Regions from separate parts of the Zea mays genome. Here regions 1, 2, 3 and 5 are each linked to region 4. Evidence: chromatin contacts called from public Hi-C data. All regions are on one chromosome and are shown on one strand. Each heading gives the region's core, a stretch centred on a gene start, on an enhancer-like site or on the middle of the called end of the contact. The rest is flanking DNA. Distances are from core to core; before and after follow the strand shown.

Region 1 (3,263 bases), core at 430-2,929, 140 kb after region 4:
GGGGGTCTACAATAGAGGGGTTACAAACAATTGAGAGTGGGAGTTCACAAGTCTCTGATGAGTGAGTGCTCGTACGATTACAAGTGCTCTATGTAGGACTTGTGCTGGTCGTGAGTGTGTATTATTTCTTCCATCCTTAACCATGGCCATTCCCTTTCTTTTATAGGCTAAGGCGAGAGAAGGACCCGTTGCATTGCACGGGTCATTGAATCGGGCAAAGCGAGTAGAGATCGGGTGTTGTCGCGTAGCTTGGCACATCCTTACTCCATTAGGGTACTATAGCCACGCTAGTAGTACGTCGGGTGTTACCGCGGATGACAGGTCTAGTGACTAGGATGATTGTTGGCTTGAGTCTAATTATTTTAATTAGAATTATTTTATTTTTTTATTTGAGGTGGTCTCTTCTTTAATATTAGAAGAAAAAAAAACTAATTGAGGCGGAGTGTTTGCTCACAGAACTAAGGGCTAGTTTGTAGTATCCATTATTCTTCATGGCCATTGGAGATGATTGAGTAGGAAATTAGTTTGCTATCCCCTCCAATCTACATCCAATCTACATGGAGACCAAACTAGCGCTAAGAATTTGCAATGACTATAAATGAACCAGTGGAATACGATGCATATATAAAAACCATCGTTTGCTGATGTTGTCGTAGACAAATTTCTCATTATACAAGTAGCATGAACAGACAACAGAAGCTAACGGTAGCCGCTATCAAGCTCACTATCCAAAGATATCCATCGTCCCTTGGTTTATAATCTAGGCGCGGTGCTGATCTAAGACTCTCGAATAGGATAGGCACTCCATCATCGTCTCATGGGTCCCACAGCCAGGTTAACCTCGATCAGACGACGCCCCCCCAGTCGTTAGATATGGTTGTTAATTCCGGATGAGCTGTGCAGTTTAGAAATGGGTGGTCGCCGGAGCTCCCAGCCTGGCATATGATGGTGGCATCAGCTGGTATTCAAATCCTTTGAGAGGCCAGCGAAACACTGGCGGCAGCCTCTGCTACAAGAACAAGAGTGCATCAAGCAGCTGGATGGGTGGGCGGCAGGTGTGTGTGGATTCCAGTCCTCCTTCCTTTCTCCTGCACGCGCCGCAGCGCCCGACGACCTCGTATCGGCAGACATGCCAAGCATATCTCAACAGGGTTCTAGCTTTTCACACACGCACGCACAAGTTCTGTCGGCCATCGTTCGCTCGCTTTTTTATTACACAGACACGACGTTGCGCGTGCGTGTTAATCTTGTGCTCTCTTTGACCATGTAATCGGGTGAAGAGGAGTGGTAGTTTAGCCATTGCGAGTCGAAAAGCGCAGGCAGCAGCAACTCCCGTCCCGTGTACTCCAAGGGAGCGATCCGCACAGGCACAGACCACTCACGCGCTCGATGCCGAATGATGTGGACGCTGCTGCCCGTGATCGCCGACGCAATCAAATAAAGCAGCTTTTCTTCTGTTCAACCTGATGTGAGCAGCTAGCAAAACCACGCACTTCCTCCCGGACGCTAATCTGGTAGTACACTCCTGTCTGTCTCATCGTTGTCGCCGAGCTGAGGCCGTCTCCGAAATGGAGCGAGCGATTCCACGCGTGAGATTCCGATCAGGCACTCGCCTGAGCCTGACACATCCGGCACCGGCAGGGCATGCGGCAGCTGTGCTGACTACTGTGTCGCTACTCGCCAGCCATCCGAGCGCAGCGCACCTACCTCATCTTTGACTGGGTGCCTCCCGTGACCGGGCGGGAAGTCCTGGAACGCGGCTTCTGCGCCATGGCCGTCCGTCCGTCCGTCCTCCAGAGCATAAAGAGCGCGCCACTATGGCCACCGACCTCATCCGTCGCACACCACACCAAACCACACCACAACCGCGCGTGTGTGGTGTGGCCATGCACTCCTGTCTGCCTGCCGTTCGAATCTCGTTCCAGGGACCAGAACCCCTCCCCGGCGTCGTGCTCGTGCTCGTGCCGCTCTAGGAGGCTTCACTTCACTGGGAGATGAGAACAGTGCCGGACCGCCGGGCACCAACCAATCGAATCCTGAGGAGATACATCCGCGGCGTGCGCACATGTGCGCCTGCTCGCCCGCCCACCCACCCACTGTGCGCGCTCGTGTCTCTCGCTGCGGCCTTCAGCAGGTTCAGGAGGAGGAGACCCGAGACCAGAACGCGTCGTGCACTTCTCAGGATCACATTGTTTATTTACTACAGCACCACGTGTCCACGTCCAAAGAACCGCAGCAGCTGCTTGCTCGCCATTTAGGTGTGCTCACCGGTGGCGCCCGCTTGGCCTCGCGGTTTGCGACGGCGTTAAGCAAGCTGCTGCATCGAGTTGTGGCTGCGAGACGGCGAAGCTTTACAGATCAATCATGCATCGGCTTCTCCAATATATCGGGCGCTAGGTTACATTACATTACAGCTTGCATCGTGGGTTTGCGTCCGATACATGTCAGCTTTGCGTCGGATTAGCGACACCGCAAACTGCCCACTGCACACTGTCCGACAAGCTAATTTAGGCCTTGTTCGTTTCTACCGGATTGGTGGGTCGGAACGATTCCAAACCGGATTGCTTCCCTAATTTATATAAACTTTGATTAGGTGGAACGATTCCGGATGCAATCCGACACAAACGAACAAGGCCTTAGTAATTTTTCGTCTTTCGCGCAGCTGGAAACCACCTAGGGCGCACGCGGTTTCTGTCGGTTTAACAACAGTAACTGCACACTGACGTTTAGTAGTACAAATTAGAGCTGCCTTGTGTCTAGTGATTTCAGACTCGAGCTTGCTGTTGCTAGCGATTCCCCAGGCTGAGGATCTCAAGAAAGAAAGGACATGTTTTTCCTCAAGGAATTGGATGGGTGCATATCAGATCAGATGATACTGCTGCATGCATCTGAGCGTGGCAAATGAAATAAAAGGGCGAGCGCTGCACTCTGGAGGCTTTGGAGGTTCATCCGAATTCCGAAGCTGCCTATGCAACTTATACGCCAAAGCATCTCAGAAAGAGAGAGAGAAAAAAGGTTATCACGCCTCGATGAATGACGCTATGTTTGCAAGAAGTCAACTTCTCCTTCCTTGCACGAATTTCTCTCTTCTCCAGACAGGAAACAACCGCCACTTTACACTCCATTCATCGCAGGAAAGGTACCAGCTGGATCGACCATCGTTACGTTACGTGACGATGCCTGACCGACGTGTTGTTTTCCAAGTAACTCCAGAGTCGCTTGCTCCATGCCCGAAATAACGATAGGTTGTTGGAAAGAAACAA
Region 2 (3,040 bases), core at 321-2,820, 160 kb after region 4:
ATGCCCCGGCCGACGCAGTCGACCCGGAGGTGGCCGACGTACTGCACCAGCTCCCGGCGCACCCACACCGACAGGAAGATCCCGACCATCTGCTTCCTCGCGACGAGGCAGTAGTTCATGCCGCCGCCGCCCCTCTGGTCGCCGCCTTCGATGGAGGCCAGCGCGTCGTCGTCGGCGCCGGCGCCGCGGCCCGGCGAGGCGGCGGCGGCCTCGACGCGGCAGAGGAACTCGCGCATCTCACGTGCCCGGAGCTGCATGGTGGACGGGTCGGACATGCAGGTGCACGTCTTCACCAGCGCGTTGTCGACGCGGTAGCACTTGCTGACCATCTTGAGCGGCGGCGGCGGCTTCTGCGCGCAGAGCATGCCGCCGCTGGAGGTCTTGGGGATGGCGGCGGCGTTGCTGGGGTCGCGGGCGGCACCTTGCGGCCGGCTCCGGTAGTGGGAGGAGGAGGTGGACGGCGGCGGCGAGAGCTCGTCGCCGGAGGACTGGCCGTCCTGGTGGGGCGGCGGCCTGTTCAGGGCCTGGTAGATGAGGTCCATCCACTTGCCCGCCGGCTCGTTGTCCTCCACGACCAGCACGTTGCCCGCGTTCAGAGGCACGATCTCCTGAAACCTTTGCGAACGACGCCCAAGCAAATGCATTAGTATATGCTGCTGATCATGGTTCTACGGGAAACGTAACGATGCACTGATGCATAAAAAGTTGGCGGAACTGGGAATAATAATCTGTACCCCAAGACATATATATCGGGCAAGCCTTCGATCTGCAGAAACTCTTGGAGGTTAACGCTGCTGTCAGGAGGCTTCCCTCCCACGTTCCATGTGCCTACAAACACCCTGCAAGATCGTCACACACCGTCCGATCGACTCGGAAACGATCTGCTGCTTCCTGAAGTTGCTGTTACCGGTACTCCCGGGTATCGACATTGGGTCTCCTGGGAGAATCCAGGCAGCTCAGCGTCAGGTTCTCGATCCGCGTCGTGCAGTGCCGATCTGAAACACAGAGCCCAACGAGTCATATCACATCATGCGCGCACGTTCTCAGATCGATCCAACAGCCAACGTGGCGCTACCTGAGAAGCTCTTGCGGACAGCGGCGGACGTCTCCAAGAGGTCCATCCTGTCGCCGCTTCTGCCTTCCAAATCTGCAGAGGAGAACGTCAGCAATGCAACCGCCGGCCGACGAGCTGGAACGACCTGCCCGCGAGGATCCGCCGGCACGCACGCACGCACGCACTCACTCACCGAAGACGATGTCCCGCCGCGAGAGCAGCTTCTTGTCCGCGCCCCTCCCTTTCTTGCGGAAGAGGCCCGACATGAAGGACTGGCCGGAGAGCAAACGAACCTCAGCTCAGCTCATCAGCCACACGCATGCAGCTAGAGCTAGGGAAACTACATACCTTCTTCTTCTTGCCATTCTTGGCGAGGAACTCGTCGACGGAGGCCGGCTTGGGGATGTCACAGGGCGCGTTGTGATTTGACATCCAGCTGACGGTAAAAGACGCGGCAGGACCCTCATCCGGAGGCCGTCGTGCTCGTAGGGGCGGGGGCGGGGCGGTTGTTTTCTTTTCCCCCGGCAAAGCCAGAGCGAAACGTGGAGTGGTGGGGGTAAATGCGGGGGGTTGTCAAAACGAGTGGCGCCGAGGGATTTGTGTTGTTCCGCCTTCAAATGGAAATGCCTTTGCTTGCCTCCAATTCAGGGGTGCTTGCTTTGCTCACGTTGCTGCTAGGGTACCTTGCTCTGCCACTGTCGGCCTGCGTTCAGTGATATTAGCAGCAACGTCAGTAGTGATAAGCATGATTCGTCGTGTCTGTTCTAGCATAAATTGCATCGAGTGATGGAAGAAGATGTTGGTATGATCTTATTCAGACTTGGTCGTGTTGTTACGATCTCTCTGTTTACACCATGTAAAATAAAGACAAGCACGTGAACTAACATTCATCTTACCTCTCCACCCACCCAAACCTAATAAGACCTGATTTCTCCCAATATTGAACATGTACATCATACATCTATGTTCCATTTGTTCTAGTGGCTAAGATTACGAGGTTAAGATACTAAAAATCTAACAGAGGACAGATGTTGTTAGTTGGTATTATATAGGACTGGGCATAAAACCCGAGCCCGAAGCCCGTTACCCAAATTACCCGAACCCGTACCCGTTTAGCCCGAGACCCGTTACCCGAACAGCTCCAACGGGTAACAAAACTAAATACCCGAAGTAAGTTTGGGCCTAATCGGGTATTCATCCGCGGTACCCGAACTACCCATTCTACCCGAAATTAGACAGACTCCCAGTCTCCCACACGCTTCCCAGGCGGCTGGCGGCGTTCTCGAGTCCCAGACGGCGGGCTAATCCTCCCTCCCAGGCCCCCATTCCCAGGCAGCTGCACCGCCGGTCCGCCAGTCTTCCCAGTCACGCGCACCGCGGGCCCGCGACACCGCGCAGCGCGCAGTCGCGCACACGCGCAGCGGCGAGCGGCGTCCTCACACAGCGGCGTAGCCTCCCAGGCGGCCGACCAGTCCTCCTCGCAGGCGGCTAGCGCACGCGCAGGCAGCGGCACCGCGCATGGTCCTAGTCCCAGGCGGCCAGCACACGCAGTCTCCCAACTCCCAGGTAAATGAAAAGAGCAAAGGTTAGGCTTATTTGTTCGCATGGACACATGCACTGACTTCAGATTATTCAAAAGCCTCGCTAATTTGGTATGGATCGTCATCAGGTTTGTCACTGACTAGCTTTTACTTCTCTTCTAGATACAGACAGAGCAGTACTTCTTTGCAATGCAGTGGTCTCAATAGCTATCCAAAAAATGACAACTAAACAAAATATTGCGGGTACCCGAATTTTACCCAAACCCAAACCCGAAATTGCGGGTACCCGAAATTGCGGGTACCCGAAAGTTCGGGTACGAGTACGGGTTCGACTGTTGGAAACCCGAAATATAAAAAACCCAAAAAACCCGACCCGAAATTTCGGGTAAACCCGAACGCCCAGTCCTAGTATTATATATGTCCAGCCGTGGCACAGACCCGGCAA
Region 3 (3,382 bases), core at 78-2,577, 140 kb before region 4:
CCCTGAACCAAAAAAGCCTGATGTCGGGTTTGACTTTTGTTCTCCCATGCAAACTTAATTGTGTGCTCACACTCGTATCGTCTGCACTCTGCACTGCACCCATCAATTCTTTCATCTGAACATGGTTCCAATCTTCTAGAACGATGTTCAGATGCTCCGATATCCGGTCCAGTCCCTACTAATGATAATTGAACTGCTAGCTAACCACGAAATGCCGCGATCAGAGAATAGTATTCCACCTAATCGAGGCATTTACTTTTGGGGGTTCAGGAACAAGACACTGAGGTCAAATTTCTGCACACGCAATTCCAGCTGTGACAGACTCTTTCAATTCATCTTGGTATGTACTTCCAAAATGTTTTTCTTGGGTTATTATCTGCTGGGCGAGATACATTGTATGCATGCATGCATAGGTGGCTTATACTATATTACATGAGACTACTTGTATGGTGTCATCCAGGAATATACATGTTGGCATGCTTGGCAGATGATACTGTACTTTAGGTGTGCTACCAAGTACCAAGCTGATCCAAAAAACAACAACATGCAATGGCTAGTTTTCAAAACGAGAACCATCTAATACTTGGACAGTCTAAGACTCTCATTTATATGCGCAAAGAGTTGTTTGAATAGACACATTTTTATATGGAATATATAGTAATAGAGCGCTTCCAGAACCTGTGTGCTCGCTCATTTTGTTTGGACTTTGGAGATGGAGCAACAGCCTACAGCCCCACCAGCAAAACGTCTGTCAGCAGACTCAGATATATCTCTAATTAAGACATGCTGAGCTGAACTATTTAATAGCAATACTATGAGTAAACACATCACACACAAATGATGAAAACAACATATATACTACTAATATAATGCTAAAAGAAAATAGAGGTGACCATATCTCAACGTGCAGTGGCTCTGAGTTGCTTGGCCAAGTAGCACTGTGCCTAGCAGCCTAGCAAAGCACATCCAAGACAACTAGACAAGTCAACAATAAAGGACCAGGGGACCCCTATATACTTTAGCGTGGGGGGCAGTGGACACTACTAAGACCCCTGCCCCCTTTTATGACGGACGTGAACGCCGGCACACTGAAATGATCAAGGGGCATATTAGTCATTTACACTCGTATAAACTATGTATAACCTGGGTTCAGGAAACAGGGATTTCCAAGTCTTTATATAGCGGAAGCTGTGTTCTGGTGACCAGCCACCCAAGGGACAGGAAGCTCCAAGGGCCAAGGGAGGCTGCAGGCAGGTTGTCTCCCTCCTTCCCACCTGCACCACCCCTACCCCTGCCCCCCATCTCATCCATCAATGGGAAGGTCACCTTGCTGCGATGAGAATGGCCTCAAGAAGGGCCCCTGGACCCCTGAAGAAGACCAGAAGCTCATGGAGTACATCCAGAAGAACGGCCATGGGAGCTGGAGGGCGCTGCCTAGGCTTGCCGGTACGTGACTGCCGGGAACAAACCTCTCCATTTCTCTCGGTCTCGGTGTGACGATGTAAAAGAGGTCGATCGCTTCCATGCGAAAATGTAGCTCATCGATCTAGTTGTTATTGCAGGGCTCAACAGGTGTGGCAAGAGCTGCAGGCTGAGATGGACCAACTACTTGAGGCCAGACATCAAGAGAGGGAAGTTCACCCAGGAGGAAGAACAGACCATCCTCCAGCTTCACTCCGTCCTTGGCAACAAGTACTGCTGCACTACACCCCTCTTACAGATGCCTGCCTGCCACCCACCATCCACTAGCTAGCTTCTTAGTAAAATCTCATGCATGCATGCCTGGCATCAAGCCATCAACTAACTAGCTAGTTTGTTTCACTCTAACTTCAATAACTCGTATTTTTGACTTGTACGTAGTGCATGCTATGCTAATCCAGTGTCAACTGTTGTCATGGTCAAACCAGATGGTCAGCTATCGCAAAGCACCTCCCTGGGCGGACTGATAACGAGATCAAGAATTTCTGGAACACGCACCTGAAGAAGAAGCTCATCCAGATGGGCTTCGACCCGATGACGCACCGGCCGAGAACCGACTTCTTTGCTGCTCTGCCTCAACTCATTGCTCTTGCGAACCTCCGCCAGCTTGTGGAGCAGCGGCCGTGGGATGACCACGCTGCCAGGATACAGGTTGAGGCGGTCCAGGCTGCGAAGCTCCAGTGCCTCCAGAACCTGCTCCAGTCTGCAGCATCCATCACCACCACTCCCAGCTCCAGCAGCATGAACACCATCCCCAGTGACCTTGGCCTCCTGAGTCCTCCACAGATGTCTTCCTTGTCTACGTTGCCTTCTCCAAGTTTCCTGGAGAGTATCAGTGGCCAAGACATGGTAGCTGGTCAACTGTCTGACATCCAGATCCCTAGCTCTTTCTTTGAACAGCCCACCAGCAACGAGGCCAACCAGCAGTCAGACTTCACTCCAAAGAGTAGCGTCGAGGGGGAGAATGGAACCCCTAAAATGCTGCTGTCAGAAAATTCCCTTCCGCCGCTCGCCGACTTCCCCATTTCCAACCTGGGTGATGCTTGCGGTGCCTCAAGCTGTGACGGTAGCAGCATTCAGTTCCCAAGTTGGCCCGAGTTGTTTGATGAACAGTTCATGTGCGAGTTTGTATGAATTCTGGCCTGGAGTGAGTGTGTTTGTGTTACTCTATAGTTTGGTTTTTTTTTTCAGTTCTAGTTTTCTTCCCTTCTTACATCTGTTTTTTGTGCCATATTCTGGTGTGGGTCTCAGTTCAGAGGTGTAGTTTCCGCATGCTGTTTTTTTTCCTTTTTTGAGTGAAAATGTGTGGCTCCTATGCATACACTATATACCAAACACTTGTAAATATACGACACTATAAATTTTGAAGGTTTGGATCCTCCATACTTTTTTTTTGCAAGACCCTAGTTGTCCCCTGGAACCCCACTAAAGTTTTCAATAAATCCTAAACAATATATAATGTCAATGTGGTGTTATGTCATATGATTGTTAGCATCAAATGGTATATAAATGCATGTGTATGGTGATCGTCTAAATAAACACACATTAGTTGAAGAGTTGTGCACGCACATATTTTAGAAGTTAGGACAAAGGAATTTAGATGACACAAAACTCAGAAATCATACTCACTCCGTTCTTTTTTATTTGTCGTAGTTTAGTTCAAAAATGAACATGTAGTATTCCAGAACTACAACAGGCTCAAGTTAAGACTTTTGCCATTTACCATCAAACAACAGACTAAGTAGGTATTTGAATGCACTAGAACTAATAGTTAGTTGGCTAAAAATTGTTAGTAGAATTAGCTAACTAATAAATAGTTACTTAACTATTAACTAATTTACCAAAAATAGCTAATAGCTGAACTATTAGCTAGGATGTTTGGATGTCTCAACTAATTTTAGCC
Region 4 (3,475 bases), core at 839-3,338:
TTGGGTATTACAAGACCCGCTGCGTGTCGGGCTTGGACAAGAAATCGAGCCCGCGGTCTTAGACGGCCCATCCTAGTTTTCTAACCGTGTCAGGCGGCCCGTTTGGCCATCTCTAACTACGTGTATTGTTGCTATCCCTACAATAAATAGTTGTCTACTAGTCTAATAACTAAGCTAGAAAGACAAAAACACATAATAAGATTATACACAATGTAAATGGAGAAGGTAAAAGAGCGATCGATATATAAACTTCCGTCATATGTAGGCAGCGTAAAAATGGTTAAGCCCAATGATCCGATTGTTTCAGGATTCTACGAAGGCATAGATGACGCTACTACCAATTTAGCTTTGTACCATCCATTGAACTAACTTATTTTTTCTACCTCCTATCGGGTCGCTTATATACACAGCCCAGCACACAATCCTATCGGCTCGCTTATATACATAGCCCGAAAAAATTATGGGACGGCCTGTCTGGGGTTGAGCCATCCAGTTCCATCCAGCCCACCGTAGCAGCAATGCAACATGCACCACCGCAGTCCAGTTTGTCGGCCGCAGGCCCCGGCGTGAATACTAATGTCAAGTGTCCTACAAATTACTCCTATTCATTTCCTTGACCCTCTTATGAATTTAACTTTTTAGTATTTTTATTTCCTTTTATAAATTCATAGTTGCTTTTTTCACCCTAAACCAATATAACCCTGCTCATGTCTGTTGCACAGCTTCTACCTTAGGATGTCTTAAGTGGATCGTGGAAAATGAAGGATTTGCACTATAGATAATACTGTTTACAAAGTGAAGTTTAAAATAGTGGATGAGATAGGGTAGGGGATATGGGAGCGGTCGGGAAGCCACTGGCCAGTCTCGTCACTGTACAAAACATCCATTGCTACTCAAACCTTGTTAACCATACTATGCAATCACAATTGTAATGACGTCGAGTTGACCTAGTTATGCTGCCATTACCAGTCCACCCCAATATCACAATTGTAACCATACTTTTTTTTTGGATTGATTACATGCGTGTCATCCATCACTCTATAATTAGCAGAATTTAGACGTGCGTTGTTGCGGGCCTGAATCGGAAAACTAAAGCAGGCAAAGGGGTTGACGAGAGACGAGAGCGCACAGCTGCGTGGCACCGTGTTTGTCGCCGAGTCGCGACCAATAAAAATGACGGGGAGACCGGCCGGCAGACGACGCTGTGCCAACTCGGGGTCGGGCCTGAGGCGGAGGATGACGCACGTGTTTTGCACGTTCAGCACCACCAACACGTTTTCGGGAGTTGCCGGTCGGGTTGGTTGGTACATGAACAGTGGAGAATAATGGAGGGGTACTCCACCAGAACTGCATGCCCTACAGCGAGTCGGGGCCAGTAAACCTTCCGCTTCCAGCCGCCGGGGATTTCAGCAGCACGCGCGCGTCAATGGAATCATACGTGCAAGCAAAGCTGGGGGTTCCAGGCAGGCGGCAGCCATGCATCCAGCAGGAAAACATCACATTACGCTGATGAGCTGGGGTGATAGCGAGCAAATCCTAATGAGGGGCCGGCCTAATGGGTAGTAACGAGTACACGGGAATACAGTAGCCCGCTACAGTGTCAGTCACCAGCTGTTTTTCAAAATATTACTTTACGATTTGATCGTGGGAATGACTGATGAGCCGGCCTGATTAATAGGGAAGAATGTGGTTGCCCGGCTACACTTTATTTTTTTTTAAAAAGAAATAAAGAAAAGGGAGTGACCCTAATTGATTCGCCATAGCCCATAGACTCGCAACAAGGAAACTTAAACGAGAGATAGACAGAAAAAAAAAAACACAAAATCTTCTGAACATCCGTTTATTCCTTTGGGGCCTCCATAGCCGCCTAGAGCAGGTGTGGCTCATGAACACGCCTCATCCTTGGTCAAATGGTGCATGCTCATTGCTCACACGTACGTACTCTAGCCCTCTTATTATTATTCTCTGTATGTGCTTAGTTTGCTTTTGCGCAGCTTTGTCTAGCTAGTGCTTTGTTTTTGCTACAAACCAACTCCCATGTTGAGTGGGCGTCTCCATTTAAACACAAAACACGTACAACGTTGTAAACACAGTCCAAACTAATAAACCAGATGCCACCATAACTACCAAAATCTGGACGTTTGACCTAACCAAGCCATTCACACCGTGAGTGCGTTAACGAACGCGTGATCGTCCTTCTGTCAATGACTATATACACATCTCCCGAACAAAAAAGATGGATGCAGTCATGCATAGCCAAAAAAAAAAACTGAAAATAATAGGAGAAGAAACTGAGAACTTTAAAAATCCCCGTGCTCCCCACATTCCCACCCCATGTCCGGAGCCCGTCGTCGTTGCGTTGCCTCGTTGGTTGTCAACCAGGACCAAACGCCCAGCACACCACCTGGCTGCCTCTCCATCTTTGGCACTGCCCCCCACATCGTCCCCTGCCTTCCCCCCGCCCCCACGCAGCACTCCGCGGGCCGGGGCCGCGCGGCCGCGAACGTCGCCACGGTCATGGTCGCCATGACGGAGCCGCGCGACCCGCCGACCGGCTGCGCCCTGTTCGGCATCTACAACGGCATGTTCCGCCGCCGCCGCTCCGCGTCCATGACCTCCCTCCACAGGATCAACGGGGCCGAGGCCGAGGCCGAGGCCGCGGCGCCGCCGAACCAGAAGCCCGCCGCGCACCGCGACTCCTCCCTCGCGCGCCGCCCCAGCGCCATGCCCGTGCCGGCGGCGGCGCAGAACGGCAGGAGCAGGCCGGCCGCCAAGGCAGCGCCCGCCGCGGAGCCGGCGGCGGAGTACAGCGGCATGGCCGCGGAGCTGGACAGGATGATCCTCGACCACCAGAGGGTCAAGGGCACCGCGCAGCTGGTGCGCGCCACCTCGGGCAACATGATGCTGCACCGCAACCTCGGCAACCTGAACGCGGGCGGCAGGGCGGCGAACGAGCGGAAGGCGCCCCACGGGTACGCGTCCTCCGGCATGGGGAACATCGTCAGGGAGCCCCGGCCGGCACCTGCAGCGGGGGGCCAGCTGTGCCGGGCGCTGTCGCACCGCACGGACCCCGAGAAGCTCAAGGAGATGGGCAACGAGGAGTACCGCCAGGGGCACTACGCGGAGGCGGTGGCGCTCTACGACCAGGCCATCATCATGGACGCCAGCCGCCCGGCGTACTGGAGCAACAAGGCGGCCGCGCTCGCCGCGCTCGGACGCCTCATCGAGGCCGTCGCCGACTGCAAGGAGGCCGTCCGGATCGATCCTTCGTACGATCGCGCGCACCACCGGCTTGCCGGCTTGTACCTCAGGTACCGCGTACATCTCGCCGATTTTCAGATCAGAGAGAGGCACAGTCTACAGATTTCTGCCATCCATTGCCTTGCCCCTCCGTCGTGTCACTGCTCGTCCAATTCTGCTTCAACTCTTCGTCACCAGTTGTGCGGTGACACTGCATGCATGGTGCCTGTTTTTT
Region 5 (3,217 bases), core at 87-2,586, 150 kb before region 4:
AGTAAAACAAGACACTATTACACGCAGACAGCATCATCTTCATGATGCAGCAGAAACATAATAAAAAATGTTCCATTTACATGGACAAGCGGGGGTTTATAATCAGTAGATGGTAGAAATCTTTCTGAAATACCAATTGCAAAGTCAATAAGTTGTGCAGCAACTGCCACAGCAGAGCCACTGCATGATCCACCAGGGACGAGTGAAGAAGAAACAGGGTTGGCTGGTGTTCCATGGTGCAAATTTTCTCCAGTGACACTGAAAACATGGTAAATGAATTTATGATAAGCATGTAAATAGTAAAGGGGGGGTTTTGCCAACAAAAATATTATTTTATTATTGATGCTTGCGCAAATAACCACGTTTTGTTAAGATTTAAGGTCTGGTCATATTAGAATATGTAGAACTTAGAAGGAAAACACAATTACTCCAGAAGGCACTTTTTGGACACGCCATTTCAATGTGAAAATCGTATTGTTGTAATATTTTCCATGTCCAAGCAATGTAGATCATATGATTGCATGAAAAAACTGGATTGCAGAGATATATTTCGTGTTTACAGTGACCATTTTGACCTTTCCTATTATGCCTACTTATATGCATCATTAAGCTAACATCCTGGAGCTGTATAAAATCAAGTGACTATTGATGATGCCAATAATTCACATAAGTACCATGTCAATTTTCAAAAGAATCAATTTGAAACAACAAAAGAAACAAACCCAAAGCCTAGTTCATCCATGATTGTCCTTCCAACGCAGGTGGCCCCCTGTTTCCGCAGCATTGTGACAGCCACAGCAGTGTGCCTCGCCGTCTCATGAGTTTTCTTCCAGTCTGGGTTCCCAAACCCGGCTACGTAGCCCTCGATCTCGAAGCTGAAACGCGACAAATACATGGATGGCAACTCAATATCGCACAGGACAGACAGACAGACAAGAGCAGGAAGCTTCCAGGACTCACTTGTCACTAGCGGCGAAGGTCAGACCCGAGAGAATGTGGCGAGCCGCGGGAGGAGGCGGCTGCGCCGGAGGGTGAAGCTCAAAGCGGTCGCAGAAGGATCCAGCGTCGGGTGCCGTGCCGGACATGCCCCGCAGCCACCGGCGGCGGCGGCGCGCGACCTCCGCGAGGACGAGGACGCCCGCGACGGCGATGCTCGCGACAATCCAGACGCGGGGATTGGAAGCAACCGTCCCGCCGCCTCCGGCGCCGCCCGATTGCGACGAGGAGGCCATGGGGGAGCGCGGAGGCGTACGGAAGCTAGGGTTTAAGGAGGGGGTTTTGGAGGAGAGCCTCGGGAGTCAGGATCAGGACTCAGACAGAACTGCAGTTCCGCTTCAACTTTTGGTTCTCTGGATTTTTGCGCGTTTCTTGCGGGAGGTGCTTCTTTTCTGTGGGGGCCCAGTGTCAGTGACTTGGAGGAATGTTTTTCTGGGCGACGGAGGCAGTATTTTGACTTGTTTCACAAGTCGAGGGAGACGGTCAAACGAGCGGTTTGTTCCGGTGGACTTTTCTTGGGCCGAGTTGGATTTCCTGGCCCAGCAATATAGGAACGAGTGATGGGGGCGATTTCGCTACACCCCGACCGACGTTGGCAAAACAAACTAGTACTCATGTACATTACCACACACGCTTGGCTGAAATATCTCTTCTTGTGGTCCTGCAGATGTGAAGGAAAGTTGATGTGAAAAAAGATACCTTTTCGCAATGTTCTTCAAACTACGTTGTGAAGGTAGCGCATGTGCCGCAAGGTCATACACAACAAGCCGATCGAATTCCCCCCACCAGCAGGTTTGGATAAAATCAATCGTGGATGTGGCTACACCAAAGGACGCAACGCAAATAGAGGTGCAGTCGCAGAAGAGGCCGACATGGATCTTAAAATTCAGAAGCTGATCGAACAGCTCGCTGACTGTGACCAGCTCCTTCACAGCGCAAATAACAGAAACTAGTCGGAGATAATTGTCACCGTGGCATGTGAAAATGTACTCTACCGAATTTTCAGTTTTTTTAGAGGCCGAACAAATAGATTCTATTTTTTAGTATTTGTTAGAGCCAACCGTACATTGAAGTTTCTTCCTCTTGTTTTCGAGGCAAATGCGCCTTGGATCTTTGTCCAGGCTTCGGCTGCGGTTTTGAAGGAGTAAACTTGAATCAACATGTCTTTTGATAGCGACGAACGGAGATATGGCTCGCCACTCGTTGATCTCTGCCTTTGCAATCTTCATACTACAGAAAGTCCAGATTATCTACATTGAACCCTTTTCTATCAGCGCCCTTTCTGGGTGATTTTGGTTAGTGGCGCCTTGGTGACACATGTAAAGAAAGCTGAGCAGCTTTGTTCTGTGAATAGCGCGGGTCCTAACCTGCGCATGCCAAAGCGTATAGTTGGGCTTTGTTAGCTTCTTGATGATTGATAGACTACGGACAGGATTCACGGAGGCAGATGGTGATGAACTCGTTATGGCTCTGATTATCATGTAAAAGTACATAGATGGCTGGAAGAATCGTTGATAGCTTAGCTTAGTCTTTGATCTATGTAGGTTGCATGTTGATCCGTTGGACGAGCGAGGAATAACCCCTTATTACCATAGCATACATATATTAATTGATCTTATGACTGAATCATGTATCCGATTAACTCCTCGATCGTATTAGGCACAGAGTAACAAACGCCTATGACTCTATGAGCATCTACTGCATCACGCGTCCAAGAAGCTGGCACGTTGCATTGCATCTCCTTTAGAACAGCCATCTCTTCTGCAATTCCACTTGGAAAAGAAATCCCGCCTTCCACCAACTCGTTATCGTGTCCCATTGTCGTCATTTACATAACCCATTTTTTTTTAAAAAAAAAGCTAAAGCAAGTTGGCATTCAAGTATTCGACGATTTGCAAGCACAGGGTGCCGGCGGGCTCGTGGCAGTGATAGACAAGGCTTATTACGCTTGTCAGCTGACACACCTCATGATTGCAAGTCAGATTCCTAATAATGTCAGCACTGATACTCTGACGGATTAACCATCCTTGACATTGTTAATTAAAGGCGCCCTCGCGAGTCAGCCTGTCGCCTTTTCAAATTGTCGGGCTTTGGCGCTAGTCTTCCGTGAAATCATGACCAGGTTTGCGACACACGTTTTCTGTTCTCATTTCCAGGTACAGCGAACTCGTTTCTACAAACGACGAGCGTTACGTACCCTGCAGTCGTCCTGCTTGCTCCA

Evidence for each region. Hi-C and Micro-C count contacts between places; a contact is called where the count stands out from the background.
Region 1: a contact with region 4 is called in a Hi-C map of bundle sheath, with 1.4 times the contacts expected there. The contact joins the enhancer-like site here to the promoter of LOC103627755 in region 4. A contact is called at or near these places in 4 of 25 Hi-C or Micro-C datasets (bundle sheath, endosperm and leaf).
Region 2: a Hi-C map of ear shows a contact between it and region 4, with 4 times the contacts expected there. The contact joins the promoter of LOC100274100 here to the promoter of LOC103627755 in region 4. A contact is called at or near these places in 4 of 25 Hi-C or Micro-C datasets (ear, endosperm, leaf and 1 more).
Region 3: a Hi-C map of ear shows a contact between it and region 4, with 2.2 times the contacts expected there. The contact joins the promoter of LOC100384404 here to the promoter of LOC103627755 in region 4. A contact is called at or near these places in 5 of 25 Hi-C or Micro-C datasets (bundle sheath, ear, root tip and 1 more).
Region 5: a Hi-C map of bundle sheath shows a contact between it and region 4, with 2.1 times the contacts expected there. The contact joins the promoter of LOC100281793 here to the promoter of LOC103627755 in region 4. A contact is called at or near these places in 4 of 25 Hi-C or Micro-C datasets (bundle sheath, ear and root tip).

What each region holds. Positions count from the first base shown.
Region 1 is chr5:216,408,632-216,411,894 of Zm-B73-REFERENCE-NAM-5.0, reverse strand. No RefSeq gene overlaps it. Among protein-coding and RNA genes, the nearest start is that of LOC100191418, 8.8 kb to the right of the region's middle. Within about 2 kb of position 1,679, at least 20 of the 20 cell types and tissues checked have an H3K27ac peak or open chromatin away from gene starts, as enhancers often do. A contact at or near this core is called in bundle sheath, endosperm and leaf, where this site is marked.
Region 2 is chr5:216,390,382-216,393,421 of Zm-B73-REFERENCE-NAM-5.0, reverse strand. It overlaps LOC100274100, which reads right to left and starts at 1,570. Exons shown (of 10, transcript NM_001148479.1): 1 at 1,403-1,570; 2 at 1,248-1,326; 3 at 1,076-1,147; 4 at 908-995; 5 at 735-839; 6 at 1-615. The coding sequence starts at 1,486.
Region 3 is chr5:216,685,027-216,688,408 of Zm-B73-REFERENCE-NAM-5.0, reverse strand. LOC100384404 reads left to right here and starts at 1,327. Exons shown (of 3, transcript NM_001176946.1): 1 at 1,327-1,446; 2 at 1,563-1,692; 3 at 1,908-2,869. The coding sequence starts at 1,389. The coding sequence ends at 2,613.
Region 4 is chr5:216,549,210-216,552,684 of Zm-B73-REFERENCE-NAM-5.0, reverse strand. It overlaps LOC103627755 (TPR repeat-containing thioredoxin TTL4), which reads left to right and starts at 2,088. Exons shown (of 6, transcript XM_035959318.1): 1 at 2,088-3,316. The coding sequence starts at 2,335.
Region 5 is chr5:216,701,990-216,705,206 of Zm-B73-REFERENCE-NAM-5.0, reverse strand. LOC100281793 reads right to left here and starts at 1,336. Exons shown (of 13, transcript NM_001366179.1): 1 at 961-1,336; 2 at 723-875; 3 at 134-258. The coding sequence starts at 1,232.